Linked DNA regions of Mus musculus: region 2 is linked to region 1. Evidence: chromatin contacts called from public promoter capture Hi-C data. All regions are on one chromosome and are shown on one strand. The core of a region is the stretch at or near the end of the contact, and the rest is flanking DNA. Distances in the headings are between cores, read along the strand shown. Region 1 overlaps Ltbp2 (latent transforming growth factor beta binding protein 2). Region 2 has its middle 31 kb from the start of Ltbp2.

What was found. Capture Hi-C pulls out chosen DNA fragments and counts their contacts.
Region 2: a promoter capture Hi-C map of adipose tissue shows a contact between it and region 1. The contact joins two enhancer-like sites. A contact is called at or near these places in 10 of 39 promoter capture datasets (HPC-7-derived erythroid cells, cranial neural crest, embryonic stem cells and 7 more), 4 of 484 Hi-C or Micro-C datasets (bone marrow-derived macrophages, cerebellar granule neurons and nephron progenitors), 3 of 115 datasets of contacts at active chromatin or transcription factors (embryonic stem cells and large pre-B cells) and 2 of 9 other capture datasets (adipose tissue and pancreatic islet).

Annotation. Positions count from the first base shown.
Region 1 is chr12:84,800,562-84,807,415 of GRCm38.p6, forward strand. It overlaps Ltbp2 (latent transforming growth factor beta binding protein 2), which reads right to left. Exons shown (of 36, transcript NM_001370743.1): 14 at 6,610-6,649; 15 at 5,739-5,852; 16 at 3,796-3,924; 17 at 3,226-3,354. Among named protein-coding and RNA genes, the nearest start is that of Isca2, 31 kb to the left of the region's middle. Within about 2 kb of position 2,245, at least 47 of the 459 cell types and tissues checked have an H3K27ac peak or open chromatin away from gene starts, as enhancers often do. A contact at or near this core is called in adipose tissue, where this site is marked.
Region 2 is chr12:84,904,273-84,911,511 of GRCm38.p6, forward strand. No RefSeq gene overlaps it. Among named protein-coding and RNA genes, the nearest start is that of Ltbp2, 31 kb to the left of the region's middle. Within about 2 kb of position 2,904, at least 61 of the 459 cell types and tissues checked have an H3K27ac peak or open chromatin away from gene starts, as enhancers often do. A contact at or near this core is called in adipose tissue, where this site is marked.

The sequences.
Region 1 (6,854 bases), core at 995-3,494:
CTGGCTGGCAGCCAACACAGAAGGAATGTTCACTAGCATCGCTCCAGCATAAACCTTCCCCTAGAACCCAGTGTGCTCCCATGGCTGCAATCCTTCCTATTTCATTCCAGTTCTCAGTGGAGTCTCTGGCAGAGCTGCCACAAGCACCGTCCTCGGCCCCAGTGGAGATCCTGACCTTCAGAATAGGCAGACCCAAGAACCTTCCTGGGAACAACTCTCCCAGGAGTTCAGAAACAGCTGTGCGAGCTCCAGGAAGCTCTACTGCCAACAGAGGGGAAAGGAGAAGGAACTCCTGGGCAGAGAGAAAAGCTGATGGGAATAACATGGCTGAAGCTAGAAACACTGCCTAATAAACAGATGGCACTGGGAAAAGCGATTTGTAGAGAAAAGTGGAAATGGAGACATGGGTTCTTGATACCCATGCAAAGATGGACCAGCTGGATAAAGCACTCTGGAAAGGTAACATCAGATGTAATGCGCAACATCCTTGTGACATAATAAAACTACAAGGCATGAAAAATAAAGCTAAAGGAGGCCAGCGATGGCTCAGCGGGCAAGAGTTTGCCACCCAGGCCTGGAAACCTGAGTTTGATTGCCAGAACCCACCTGAGGATGGAGGGGAGAACCCACTCCACTAGGTTGTCCTGACCTCCACATGGACAGACAGCCTTACACACGTAAAACAGATACAATGTAACAGAATACACAAGCTGCACTGTAAAAGCTACATGAAAAAGGAACAGCCACACTGGAAAACTAGCAAAAAGATAGGAGTAGGTAAGCAATTCACAGATGAGGAAGCCCCAAGGCCAAAGTGCAAAGAGATACACTTTCTAGAGGGTATGTAATTATGCAAGCTCTTACTTAAATTTTTAATAGATAATTTATACTTCTACCTAAATTAACTTAAAACTTGTAATAATTTACAATCATTAATTTATACATATGACTCAATGATATATTAAAGTAATGAAACACTGTTTCCTGAAACTGGCAAAATTTAGGAAGTGGATGCAAAATTGGATTAGGTTCTTCAAGTGACGGCCAATCCCCGGTGGTAGAAGCACTTCGGCTAACCTCAGGTTCCTCCCGTCTACAGCTGTCGCGGGTGGCCGAGACCTCTGGACACCAGGCTGGCACAGGACAGAGCCTTTTGTCTGGGCCTGGCAATACCATTCCCTGTAGCAGCTGTAATTTACCCAGGGCCAGCTCCCAGAGAGCAGTGCCTCTGGCCACAGCACCTACGGCAGCTTGCTGAAGCCTGGAAAGCCCCTGTCCCTTGCTTTTCCCTTGGCTCTGTCACACTGCTGTCTGAGTCACCTCCTCCCTGACAGCCAGACGACAGAACCATCTACCCTTAACAAACTTGGCACTAGAGCCACTTCACGGACTGGCCTCGCCTACTGCCTTTTCTGCTAACAAGCCCAGACTCCAGTCACCCTGATGGTATTATTCCCAGGGCAGGCGATACTGGCCTATGCAGAAATGGTTGCCTTCCCCTGGACTACCTCCTCCCTCCATTCCTGCTGCTGCTCGAAGAGGATCATGGGAAGCAAACCATGCCCCAGAATGGGCGTGACATTGCGTCTGTGTCCAGTGCCAGCTGTAGATAGGTGTAATGTTATGGGCATTTCAACTCACCTTTTGAAGCTTCATCTGGCAAAGCGAAAGGTAGGAATGAGATCCGCAGGGGTTGGAATGGTATATAGCAAAGCGCAGAGAGTGGCTCTTGGTTTAAGTGCTCACTAAATGGGAGCTGTTCATATTCTACCCCAGCTCAAGTACCTGTTCACGGAAACATTCCCAAATTCTCTGCTATGTCAGTTGCTTTTTCGTCTAGTCCCCGCACGGTCGCTACTCTTGCTCATTCAGTTGACTGTCGTCAGAGCTCAGCACAGAGCCAGGTACCTGGCCACTCAGTCAGAGCCCGCGTACCTACTGAGTACTCGTGACGGGGTTCCCTCACGTTCCTGTTAGGTTGGGCTTCTCTATCTCCCTTCCTCACAGAATGAAATGAGTGGGCTTGGATGACTTTGGATTCTGAAAGCCAGATCCTTGGAATCAGATGTTGAGGAGACTCAAAGAAAGGGTTCATTGCTCCATGGCCACACATGGAACCATGGTCAAGCAGCAGACTAGCTCCAGAAGTGTGAGCCCCAAACACAGGTAGTGCAGTTCTCAAGTGAGAACTTCCCAGCTGCCTCTGAGCCCCCAGGCGCTGTGTGGTAGATGCTTCCTCATTTCTTCGTGAACTTACTCATAAACAGTGTACAGGAACATTCTATGCTACAAAAGGGGTTGCACAGCGTGCTGGCTAGTTTGTCAACTTAACATAAGCTGAAGTCATCAGAGAGGAGGGAAGCCTCAGTTGAGAAAAACCCCCTCTGTAATCAGGCTGTAAGCAAGACTGTAAGGCAGGGCATTTCTTAATTGGTGATTGATGGGGAGGGGCTAACTATTGTGGGTGGTGCCATCTCTGGGCTGGTGGTCCTGGGTTCTATAAGAAAGCAGATTAAGCGAACCATGAAGACCAGTTCAGTAAGCAGGCCTCCTCTGTGGCCTCTGCATCTGCCCCTGCCTTCGGGTTCCTGCCCTATTTGAGTTCCTGTCTTGGATTCCATCAAAGGACTGTGATTCAGGATATGTGAAGCCTCTAGTGGGGCCAGTTTGGAGGCAGAAGTCCCCAGAGAAAGTCCCCTTTCCTCCACAAGTTCCTTTGGGTCATGGTGTTTCATCACAGCAATAGTAACCCTAACTAAGACACCCAGGAAGCATGCTTACCAAGAGTTGCCTCTCTGTGGCCAGACCTTCCCAGGAAAGATAAAAACCTGCAGGTATCTCCACCGTTGGGCATCAGAACTCTTCTCCCACATGCACACATGTCCCCTGGTCTGCTGAGGGTCCCCATAGGTGACCCTCATTCCCCAAAAGGAAAGCTTCCTTGTCACCAGAGTCCTGGCCTTCGGTCCCCATCATCAGCCTACTCTTGGCCCTAGCCACAAATCCTTGAGGCCTTTTCAAACATTGCTATTTTCTGGATCCTTCTTTCTCATAGTCTCAACTTCCTTCCAGATCAAGGCCAGAGCTCTGTCTCTTTCCCCGAGGCTCTGGTACTCCTCAGTGTGAACACTGTGCATGCCTGGTTCCTCTTCCACCCACACTGTAGGGCCTAGGCAAGAGGTGTTCTCCTCTGCCCACTCCAGGCCTAAGGTGGGTGTCGCTCACCTTGGCACTCCTGTGTGTCTCTGAGGGTGACTAGTGTGTAGCCAGGATAGCAGAGGCAGGAGTAGGAGCCCACACTGTTGACACAGCGCCCTCTTCCTTCACAGGGGTTCCTCATACACTCGTTGTCATCTGACCAGAAGGAAGCAGGGAAGGAGGTCACCAAGGCCAGTGTGCCTTTCTCTGGGGACTTTTGCCTCCAAACTGCCCCCACTAGAGCATGGTGCTGTGTGGCATAGAAGAGGTGAGGGAGCAGAGAAGGCAGAGACAGAGATGAAAGTCTCCAAGGCTGACAGCCACAGGCCAACCTGCTGGGTCCTTGGTGATGAGCAGTGCCTCTTCCCTGCTCATTGTCCCTTCCCCTCAGCGACCCCACAACCACTTCCTTTCTCCTTCACAGCCTGGCATGTCCTAAGTTGATGCCTAGTTAGTTGTGTCCACAGAGAGTGTTCTAAGCTAACCAACCATAGCATACGACTTGGATCTTGTGTAGCCTGGACTCGTGACTGCATCCCCACACTCTGTTCCTATTTGCTCCCACCATTCAGCAGGCCCAGGGCACCCAGTAAATACCAGTACAGTAGTCTTGGCTGGGGTGTAGCTGGTAGCCAGGGCTGCAGACACATCTGTATCCATTTGGGAGGCTCACACAGGTCCCAGGGCCACAGATGTTGGAGGCTCCAGCAAAACATGGATCAAAGTCTGTGGAGATGGAGCAAGTAGAGGTTACAGCAGAGTGGAGCATGCTCAAAGGCAGTGGAGCAGGGTGAGGAAGCAGGGTTAGGCTCAGTTGCCTCGGAAGCCCACTAGAAGCCCACATACCCTTAGTAGGCCCTCTCATGCCAACTGATAAAATAGCCTCATAAGACTGGTGGGACCTGTGCCTGGTCTTTGAGCCCATTTGATTACAACCTCCGGATAGAGACCTGATGGCTTTAGTAACCCATATTCCCTACAAATGATCTCCTTACCCTCACCCTCAACCTAAATGTGGGCATAGCTCTTACCCAAAGAACTCTTGCCCATCTTCCCATAGACTGGCTGACAGATCTAGTGACTAGGTTACACAGATTGAAGAAGCTAGCTTATCTGTCTTGTACCTCTAATATTAAGGAAGTACTTAACATTTATCATAAGTGAATGAATGAATGAATGAATGAATGAATGAATGAATGAATGAACAAACCAATAAGAGAACACTGCTTTCATCTGTGTCCAGCATGTTGTATTGTTATTCTACGGGCACATACCTAGGGCTCCCTTCCCTGCCCCACCACTCTGAGAGAAACCAAAAGCATCTACAGAGCAGGTCAGAAGTGGCCCAGGTTGGTACACAGAGGGTCTTTACAGCATTGCTAATCTGCGCTGAGCAGGATGCCCCCAGTGGCCTGTGTACAAGGTCACCTTCTCCCTAGCCTGGTTCTAAGTTTGTGCTAGCAGTCTCCAGCCAGTTCCAAGTGTCCACTCAGTGAGGTTGGAAGATGGCAGGGTAGATTCCGGATCAGACAAAAGACTGAAGACTGCTGCTGGTGGTTCTGTCAACTGCACAGCTGAGGGCCACTGCAGGGGCCGGGGCAGCCTGGCTTCACTGTACTGTGGCTCCTCCTCCAGGAATATTTCAGCTGTCAGTCTTAGCACTCCTTAGCTGAGCCACATGTACTCAGCCCTTCCTGCCCACTTGGAAGGGGATGCTCCCTGGAGTCTCAGAGGACTTACTCTGCATCCTGGGCAAAGTCAGTGGAGAACTCTTGGGAAAGCCACGCCCCCCACCCCACCTACAGCAGGCTGCAGGCTTTTTCCTCTCACTGGAGGAAAGCCAAAGAACTCAAGCACCCTCCACTCCTACTCAAGGTGACCCTCTAGCTAAGAGCACAGCCCTAGAGAGGGCAGGCGAGAGAGCACACATGTGCGCGGAGAGCAACGGCAACAATACCATACAGTAGTAGCCTTGCTTCTCCTGCCTCAGACAATGAGCCTTTGTGGAAGGCACATTCCATAGCCAGGTGTGTTTGCCAGGGATCTCCCTCACACCGCTGCCCTTCATCGCTATGGCTGACTAGAGGGAGTCAGATACCAGCTCTGGACACTTAAGACAACCTTGTGCAATATAACTCTGTCCCTTCCCCATGGGCAGGTGGAGCACTGCCAGGGTCCTCAGTGATTCAACCCCCTCTCACCTCGCCTCCTACTCTATGAACTCCCCATTCTTCAAGAAGTCCCCTGTCTCCCTAAGATACTCCAGAAAGATCCATGGCTTCCCTGGAGTCCTCTGAGAAGGGCCATCCCCCAAAAGGGTATTAGTGCCCAGGCAGGGCCCTTGTCTTTACTAGGTCGGCTTTGTGCCCTCTGTGAGAGCAAGCCAGAGCCACAGCTAGCTCAGAGTTGCTGGTGACTATTTATCTGGTTGAGGAAGCAAGAAGGAAATTTCACTCCCAGACCTGCCCTGGACTTTGGTTCTGGGCAATCACATCTCCCAGAATTGGGGACAAAGAGCCTCCAAGGGCTGCTGCAGCTACCTGGGGGGCTGTGTGTCACCAAGACATCACTGGAGGGAATCACTTGCTCTTCTGCTGGACTCTCTGGAATGCCCTGTCCAGGCAAGGATGGTGCTGGTCTTCCAGTGGCATCCCCTGGAGAGGACAGAGGGGAGGAGGCAGAGTCCATTGGCTGGCAGTGGCCCCTCAATGTTCCCCGATGGTCAGACTCCCAGAACCGAAAGTGTCACCTAGGGCTCCCACCATCTACCCTCTCTTTTGACATATCTGCTTTCCTCCCCTCATAGTAGAAGAAGTCGAGGGGTATAGAAATGGCTATGTTAAGCTTGCTGGAGGCAGAGTTGCTGCATCCCCACCCCCAATCTCCTGGTGCCTAATTGAACACTCCCTTGCTTTCATTTGTAATGCATCTTGCAGCTTACAAAATGTTGCTGCAAACACAGCACCCAGTTGCTGTGGGAGGCAGCAGGTATCATGTTCACATCACAGCAGCAGGGAAGGATCAGGACCCCTGACTCTAAGCTCAGCTCTCCTGAGAGGTCGGCTGAGGGTCAGGAGGTAGGATGAGGCCCCTGGAGGAAAGAGCCCTGAGGCCCTGCCAAGCTGCAACTTCAGCTAGCACCTCCTCTTTGCCCTGATTTCTGTGCTCAGTGGCATGAGATTAGGAAAGAGTTTGGTCGATAGGAAAATGTTTGCAAAGCATCATGGGATCTTTGACTAACCTCACAACCCCTTAGGGAATCAGGGTTCCCAGAAAGAGCGCTCACACGCCATATCACCACACTACCTCTGATTTGCACCCCACGGGTCAGTTTATGGGTAGCCATTCCATGATTAAACTAATGTCTCTTCTATTTCTTCCCCTCGGGAGCTTCTAGGAGGAGGAACTCACCTGGTACCCGGGCAGGTAGGTGGGGAGCACTGGTTGTGATCTGCACAGAAATGAAGGTTATTTGGGGGAGGGGAACTCATCTGTTATTCCTAGGATATATTTCTTCTTCACTTACCCCATCTCCTTCCTGTTCAACTCTCTCAGCAAGTGAGTTTTTGCCGCTGGCGTGTATGTCTCTAGGCATTTTCTATCCCCAATCTTAACTGATCAGCGACACTCCCTTATCAGTGACAGCGGTTAAATGC
Region 2 (7,239 bases), core at 1,654-4,153, 100 kb after region 1:
ACATCCTTGTTTACTTCCAGACTCATCTCGTTAGTAAAGTCCTAATACATCCATGGTAGATGAAAAAGTAGACACATGTATATAAGACCATCCTCCTGCCAGTCCCCAACTTGGAAGCTGTAGGTAATTCAGTTCTCAGCCGGGAAGAACAGATACTCAGACACCTCAGAGTCTCTTGGCTCCACTGTTCATCAAGGAAGGCTAGAAAAATCTTCTAACCTGACGGCAAAGGTAACTGAGTGAGGGCTGGGAATTTGGCTTGCCCTGAAGTCCCTTCGTGGACTGTCCACATCTACCGAGCAGTGGGAGAGCAGCACAGTGCCAGCTCACGTAGCACAGCCAGATTCCTGATTGTATGACCGCCCTGTGCCTCATTTTTCCCTATCTCTAAAATGCAGTCATCATATAAGCTCTTGTCACTGACTTGAATAATGATTGACTTTGAAGTGTGGAAATGGCTTAGGTGAAGTGTGGAAATGGCTTAGGCCGTTCTGCAGTACATATAAACAATCAATAACCAGTAGCCAGGGTGCTTAGCATTCTTAATTAGCCTGTGCTATTGATTCCATTCAGTAATTATCTGCCAAGCATCCACACTGAAACCTATCATTTCCACAGTGAGTAAAAGAGATAGCACTGTTCCCACACAGTTACACTCTTCTGGAATATAAATAGTCTAACCCCAGAAGGCCTCTAAAAAGCAAAAAAAAAAAAATAATAATAATAAAATAAAATAAACCCAAACAAACAAAAAAACCAGGGTCTCTCTATATAGCCCTGGCTGTCCTAGAATTAACTTTGTAGACCAGGCTGGCCTTGAACTCACAGAGATCCACCTGCCTCTGCCTCCTGAGTGCTGGGATTAAAGACAAGAACCACCACACCATGCCTGGATACTTCTTAAGACAGTAGAGGGAGGAGAGAGATAGAATAACAGGGATTTTTGTCAGCCATTTAATTCAGACTTTAGCCAATCAAAGCCTTGCACTACGCTGCAACAGTGACTCGTGACCCAGTTATCAGCAAGACTTGCTTCCTGGTTCATCATGGTAAGGACCAGGTGAGCCCAGCCTAAAGAATGAAGCCAGCATCACAGTTTCAGAGACAGAGTGAGGAAAGAGTCCTGCTGGCTTTGTCGAAGCCCCTAAGTCAAGAATATGTCTGAAAGTGGCCTTGGTGGCATTTGCCTGTGCCTGTAATACCAGCAACCAGGAGGCTGAGGCAGGAGGACTGGAGTTCAAGGCCAGCCAGCTATCTAATGAGGCCTGGCATGGGTCCTACGGTCTGCTTTTCAGTTGTACAAGTCGATAAATCTCCTTCCAAGGCTTCTGCCTGAGTCTTGAGCTTACTTTAACCCTTTAGAAAACTGATAACCTGAGCTGTTACTATTCTCAGTGCTTCATAGTTCCATGCCTTGGCCACAAGTTCACAACACTCTCTCTCTCTCTCTCTCTCTCTCTCTCTCTCTCTCTCTCTCTCTCTCTCTCACACACACACACACACACATACACACATACATACACACTCACAACACACACACATGCACACACACATACACACTCACACACACTCACATACTCACACACACAGTCACACACTCACAACACACTCTCACACACACTCTCTCTCTCACACACACACACACACAACAAACACACGCACGCGCACACACATATGTACAACCATAGTGCGTAGCCCACTCTTGACTTCTTTCTTGCTTGCCTTGCTCTTTCCCAAGCTCCCCTGCCCACGGTGCTTCCTCCCAGGCTAGTCAGAATGGATTCCCAGTCCCCAGTTTGGTCCCTGCTGGCCTTGCCTTCTCTTCTTCAGAGGACTCAGGGACCATGGCTTCTCTCAGCCAGCCAGCAGGGCAATGCTGCCCCCAACCACAGAAGGCTCTCTGTGGAGCGTCCTCCTACCCCATTACCTTCAAGGATATCTTCAAGGATGTCTGGGCCCTTCCACCTGTGCCCAGCTAGAAAGCTGTATTCTAAGGGCAGACCAAGAGAAGCCAACCCCAAACTCCCTCATCCTTTGGAACTATTCCCACCTCCCTCTCTCCTAAGGAATTTAGCATCCAAATCACTTACTCACACATCGATTGTTGACATTTCCTGTGCTGTTTTCCAGCTTCTTTAATTGGAATGACTCTAAGCCTAGCGTGGTACCCAGTCAACAATGAGGAAATTATGGCTGAAGAAGTGAATGGTTGGGTAAATGGTGAAACGGGTGAATACTTGAGAAGAATAAAGAGGAAGGCAGTAATGGGACCTGGGTAGAGTAACAGAAGGTGAGAAAGCCCAGGGAAAGAGCAAGGGGCTAGGTGGGATGGGACAGCTAGCCTGACAGAATGTTAAGAGGAACACAAGTATCCCAGGTCTCTCAACCCTGTTTCCATTAAAAAAAAAAAAAAAAAACAAAAAAAAACAAAAAAACAAAAACAAGGCTGGCTCTGGACTCTAACACAGTTTATAACACACGCGCCATTTCTCAAGGACACTGTGCACCATGCTTTGACATGACCAGTCATGGCAGATGAGGGCCGTGTTCTCATATCCCATGCCCCCAGATGGAGGAAGGACAGAGTTGTTGAGTCACCAGCAAACTAGGTATAGCCTCTGAGGGAGGTCCAGTGACTCTGAGGTGCTTTCCTGTGAGGGCTCCAAGTCCTCTGCAGCCCAGGCCCCCATGGGTTCTACTCTCACACAGATCTTCCATCTCTCTGGGCCACCGATTCCCATGCCTGGTCCTACACTGGCACTGCCCAAAGCCGACAAGACCTCAGGCAACCCAAGAGAGCTTTGGGTGACTGCATGGATGGATTTGCAGCTACGAACGAGAGAGAAGCCACGTTTTGTTTTGAATGGATTGTGCTCTGGCAGGAAAGCCTGGGATGCAAATCCACGGAGGGAACGTGCAGATGGGAAGCAGATGTGGGGATGTTGCAAGCCCTGCTCCAGCAGCGCCTTAGGCCCACCTTTGAGAATTCGGACCTTCTGCTGGAGAAAGCTGATGGGCGAGACTGTGCCTAGACACCGTGGGAGCGCCAGCTGCCACCCTTGCTTTCTCACCCCCCCCCCCCACTCCGGATGAAACATTCCTTTTCTTACATTCTTAGAAAACATGTCTGTCTTTCCTGCCCTCTCCTCTGCTCCCCTCTTGCCCTGTCTCTTTATGTCACTTGCCTCTCTTACTCTGTCCCTCTCTCTCAGACATTCTGTCTGTCCTGTCTTTGCCTCTCCCTCCTTTGTCCTGGCTGCTTCCCAAGGCTTGTGCCCCTACCCCTCAATGCTTGGATAAATCTGCCAATCAGCTTGAATCCCTGGGGTGAGGAACAGGAAGAACCTGCCAAGGGCAGACAGCAACCTCGGTTCCCTTCAAGCCAGCTAGGCCTGGGCGGGCTGAGGCCAAGAATTTCTCACTTACCCTCAGGGCTCTGATATTTAGTCTGAGTTGGGGAGGGCAGGTGGCAACCAGCCTGGAGCTCCTAAGCCTGCAGGAGTCCCAGAGCTGTCCCAGCCCTCCACCCTTCAGTCCCTGCCTGGCTGGACACTGTTCTCCATCCTGGCTGGGGTCCAATCCTTTCCAGCATCACAGAGAGGTAGCCCAGCTGGGTGCTCACTGTTTCCCAAAGGCACAGGGCCAGGTGAAGGGCAGGCAGGACAGGAAGAAGGATATTTTGTATCGTCCACTGCACTGCTAAGCAGTCCCTCCCTTCCCGCCCCTGCAAGGCTCCAGCCAGCCTCTGAAGGCGCACGTGCTTGTTCCTTGGCGTGTATACCGAATACATACTTTATCCAATTGATACTGGGCTCCACATTCGGTTGTCTCATTTTTCTTTATGTTCTGCAAGCCCTCTTAAGTTCTCAGACAAGACCTCGAGACCACTTCTAGCACATTCCAGGGGTTACCAGCCATCTCAAAATTTGATTTTGAACTCTTGAGTGCTACTCAACTCTTGAGAACTTGAGAGACATACTGAAAGTCATCTAAAAATAGGATGTTACCATTCCCAGAAGACCAAAACTGTGTAGAGGGACATTTCACAGAGGCTTCTGTGGGTGTGGATGAGGATGCTGTCTGAACACAGCTGGGCTCTCTCTCTCTGGCACCCTCCAAGTCTCTGCTCAAGGTTGTTCCTCCCCTCCAACAAGCATTTGCTCCAAGATCCATGGGCACTTCTTCATGGTCCCCTCATAATCCCCAGTACTGGGATGCTCTGTATCATAAGATGCAGTCTCGGGAGCCTGACACTCAGCGTGGCACCTAAGTGTGGCTCTGGAGACCTTCCTGCACTGAACACTCATTACACATGTGCCTCACACAAGGCTAGGCTTTGGCTTTGAGTGGTGGGTAAACCAGGAAGCACATCGCTCTGCTCAGGAAGGAGATGAACGGGCTGATGACACCTGGATCACGTGGGAGAGTCCCTGCAGCGGAGGGGGACTCTCACCAGGTCATGGCAGCAGTCGATATGATTCAGTTTCTTTACTCATTGGAGTTGGAGGTAGTCACAGGACTGCCATGTGGACCTGCAGATTATCATCAATACATCATACCAAGGAGTGATCATAAGCCACCAAGGCAGAGGTAAAGTTGTTAGCACACAGGGTGGCAGATACCAGAGTGGTGTTCTCCGTTTACCTGTCCCTAGAGTCCCATGTTAATGCAGGACATATCGTCCACTTCCAAGGACCAGGGCTGTGTCTTTGTCAGAGGCCTGCCTTTGGCTGTTCGATCCTGCTTGGGCCACTGTACTGGCTGGTTTTGTGTCAACTTGACACAAGCTGGAGTTATCACAGAGAAAGGAGCTTCAGTTGAGGAAGTGCCTCCATGAGATAGAGCTGTAAGGCATTTTCTCAATTAGTGATCAAGGGTAGGAGGGACCATCTCTGGGCTGCTAGTCTTGGGTTCTATAAGAGAGCAGGCTGAGCAAGCCAGAGGAAGCAAGCAAGCCAGCAAGCAACATCCCTCCATGGTCTCTGCATTAGCTCCTGCTTCCTGACCTGCTTGAGTTCCAGTCCTGACTTCCTTTGGTGAAAGGGTCAGCTGAATAAACCCTTTCCTCCCTGTGGGAAGCCACATGTGCCGTTGCAGAGTGGCGCTGACTACTGCTGGCCACCATGCATAAGTTTGGACAAACAACCAATGTGTACATATGCAGTAAAGTTTTTTGCAAAGACACTGCCTGGCCCGGGCATGATAATTAGGCTTTGAGAGCATAACCAATCAGATGTGAGACATGCAAATGAGGTATGATAATGAGACTCTGTGAGGTACAGAGAGAGAAAGTAGCCAACCAGATGAGGAACATGCAAATGAGGCTTAGTGCATAACCAATCCGGGTTGAGACACGCCTCTCCTAGGCCTATATAAGCAGCACCAGTTCTGGGCTCGGGGTCTCTTCACCTCTGCAATCAAGCTCTCCCAATAAACATGTGCAGAAGGATCCTGTTGCAGCGTTGTTCTTGCTGGTCGAGTCCAGCGTGCAAGACCTCCCCAACTGCTTCTTGGTCACGATGTTTGTGCAGGAATAGAAACCCTGACTAAGACAGCCACCTACATAAAAGTCAGGCAGGTGCTTGGCTGGTTGCTTCCCTGAGTCCCAATGGACAGCCCTAGGGACTCTGGGAGTAAGGGAGAAGTACCTACTCTCCCTGCAGAGAGAGCCGCTTCCCCTCCACAGCTCTTTGGTTGACACTGGACCCTTGCTTGGCCTCCTTCTCCCCCACAGCTCCACCCTGGGAAGATTCCTAAGAAACTCACTTTCACATAAACCCTTGGTTCTAAATCTGTGCCTGGGGAACAGAGTTTAGGACATTTGGAAATGCTAAGTAAACCCTAGGTGGTGCTTCCTAAGCTACATGACCCCTCCTCCCTCTGGCCAAGGCAAGTCCTCCTGAATCTCTGTGGGCTCAGTCACAACACGCTGACCATCTAACTTCATTGGCATCTTGTCTCTGCTTCCCGTACTTGGCAAAGGCCGGCCTCACAGAAGCTGACAGCATGGTCCTGGCATATGGCCTCTCTGCTTACAATTCAGGAAACTGCTTGAACTATGTGTCTCTGGGTTCTGGGTCCTCCCTCCAAGGACCAACACAGGATACCAAAAAGTAGTATAACATTCACCCTTGCCAATCGTCACCTTACTCTGTGCTAGATGGGCTAAGGTCATGCTGAAGCTAATTTCCCCTTTCCTACATGGAGTAGACATGAGGTGGTTGACAAAGGCCAGATCGAGAGATAGGTCAGTCTGGGTACCTTTTCCTAGACTTAGTGAAACTTATGGCCATTGCCTTTAAAACTCTTTTGATTTGTTATGGTCATTTTTCCTTGTTCCAAATATTCTTTCTTAACTAATTGTTTTGATTTACCCCCATAAAGACAACTTTCAAAACTACAGAAGCTTGAGACCACCTGAAATCTTACTATGCTTTGATCATCTGATGTTTGGGAGACTCTGTCAGACCTGATTCTCCCTTCATACATCCAACCCTTGCTTCTCTATTCATCCCTGTTAATCCCACTGTTAGATGGAACCAAACTGATGATACATTGTAGCAGGCCCACTTAAAAACATGCCGAATTCATTCCTCCAGTACCCAAATGTCAGAGCCACCCATCATCGCCTGACATGGAGGGACACATGGCAGAGGAGAAATCAAAGTAGAATCAGAGAATTTGAACATTTTCCCCCAAAATGGTAGCAAATAATGTAAAACATATAACCTTGAAAAAAGATACGACTTTGGGAGCAGCTTGTACAGTTGAGGGGCCCTGGACAGAAGCCCAAAAAGCTTAGGAAAACGGCCTCTGGTTGCTGGACTTAAAAGAGTTTTGGACACACAGTATATTAAGGTCTGAAGGTTTTAGACATGTCCCAAATGTACGAAAATACAGCTGTTCTGTTCATGGCTCTCTTTCCCTTCGTGCTCCTCAGCTGTGGCAGGAGGACCCTATAGCATATCCAGGTGAGGCTGAAGAGGGACCGGAAATGATCACCACTGTTTTATGGCTAACAGCAAACTTGGCTTCTGACACTGGTCTTACTGTCAGGAGGCGTCTGTCACCCACAAGCCCAAGTGCCCCTCTCCTTTTGCACATTTTTGTTTGAGGTGACCTCTCCCTTACTTTTTCAAAGTTTCTTCTAGAAAGAAAGAAAGAAAGAAAGAAAGAAAGAAAGAAAGAAAGAAAGAAAGGAAGAAAGAAAGAAAGAAAGAGAGAGAGAGAGAGAGAAAA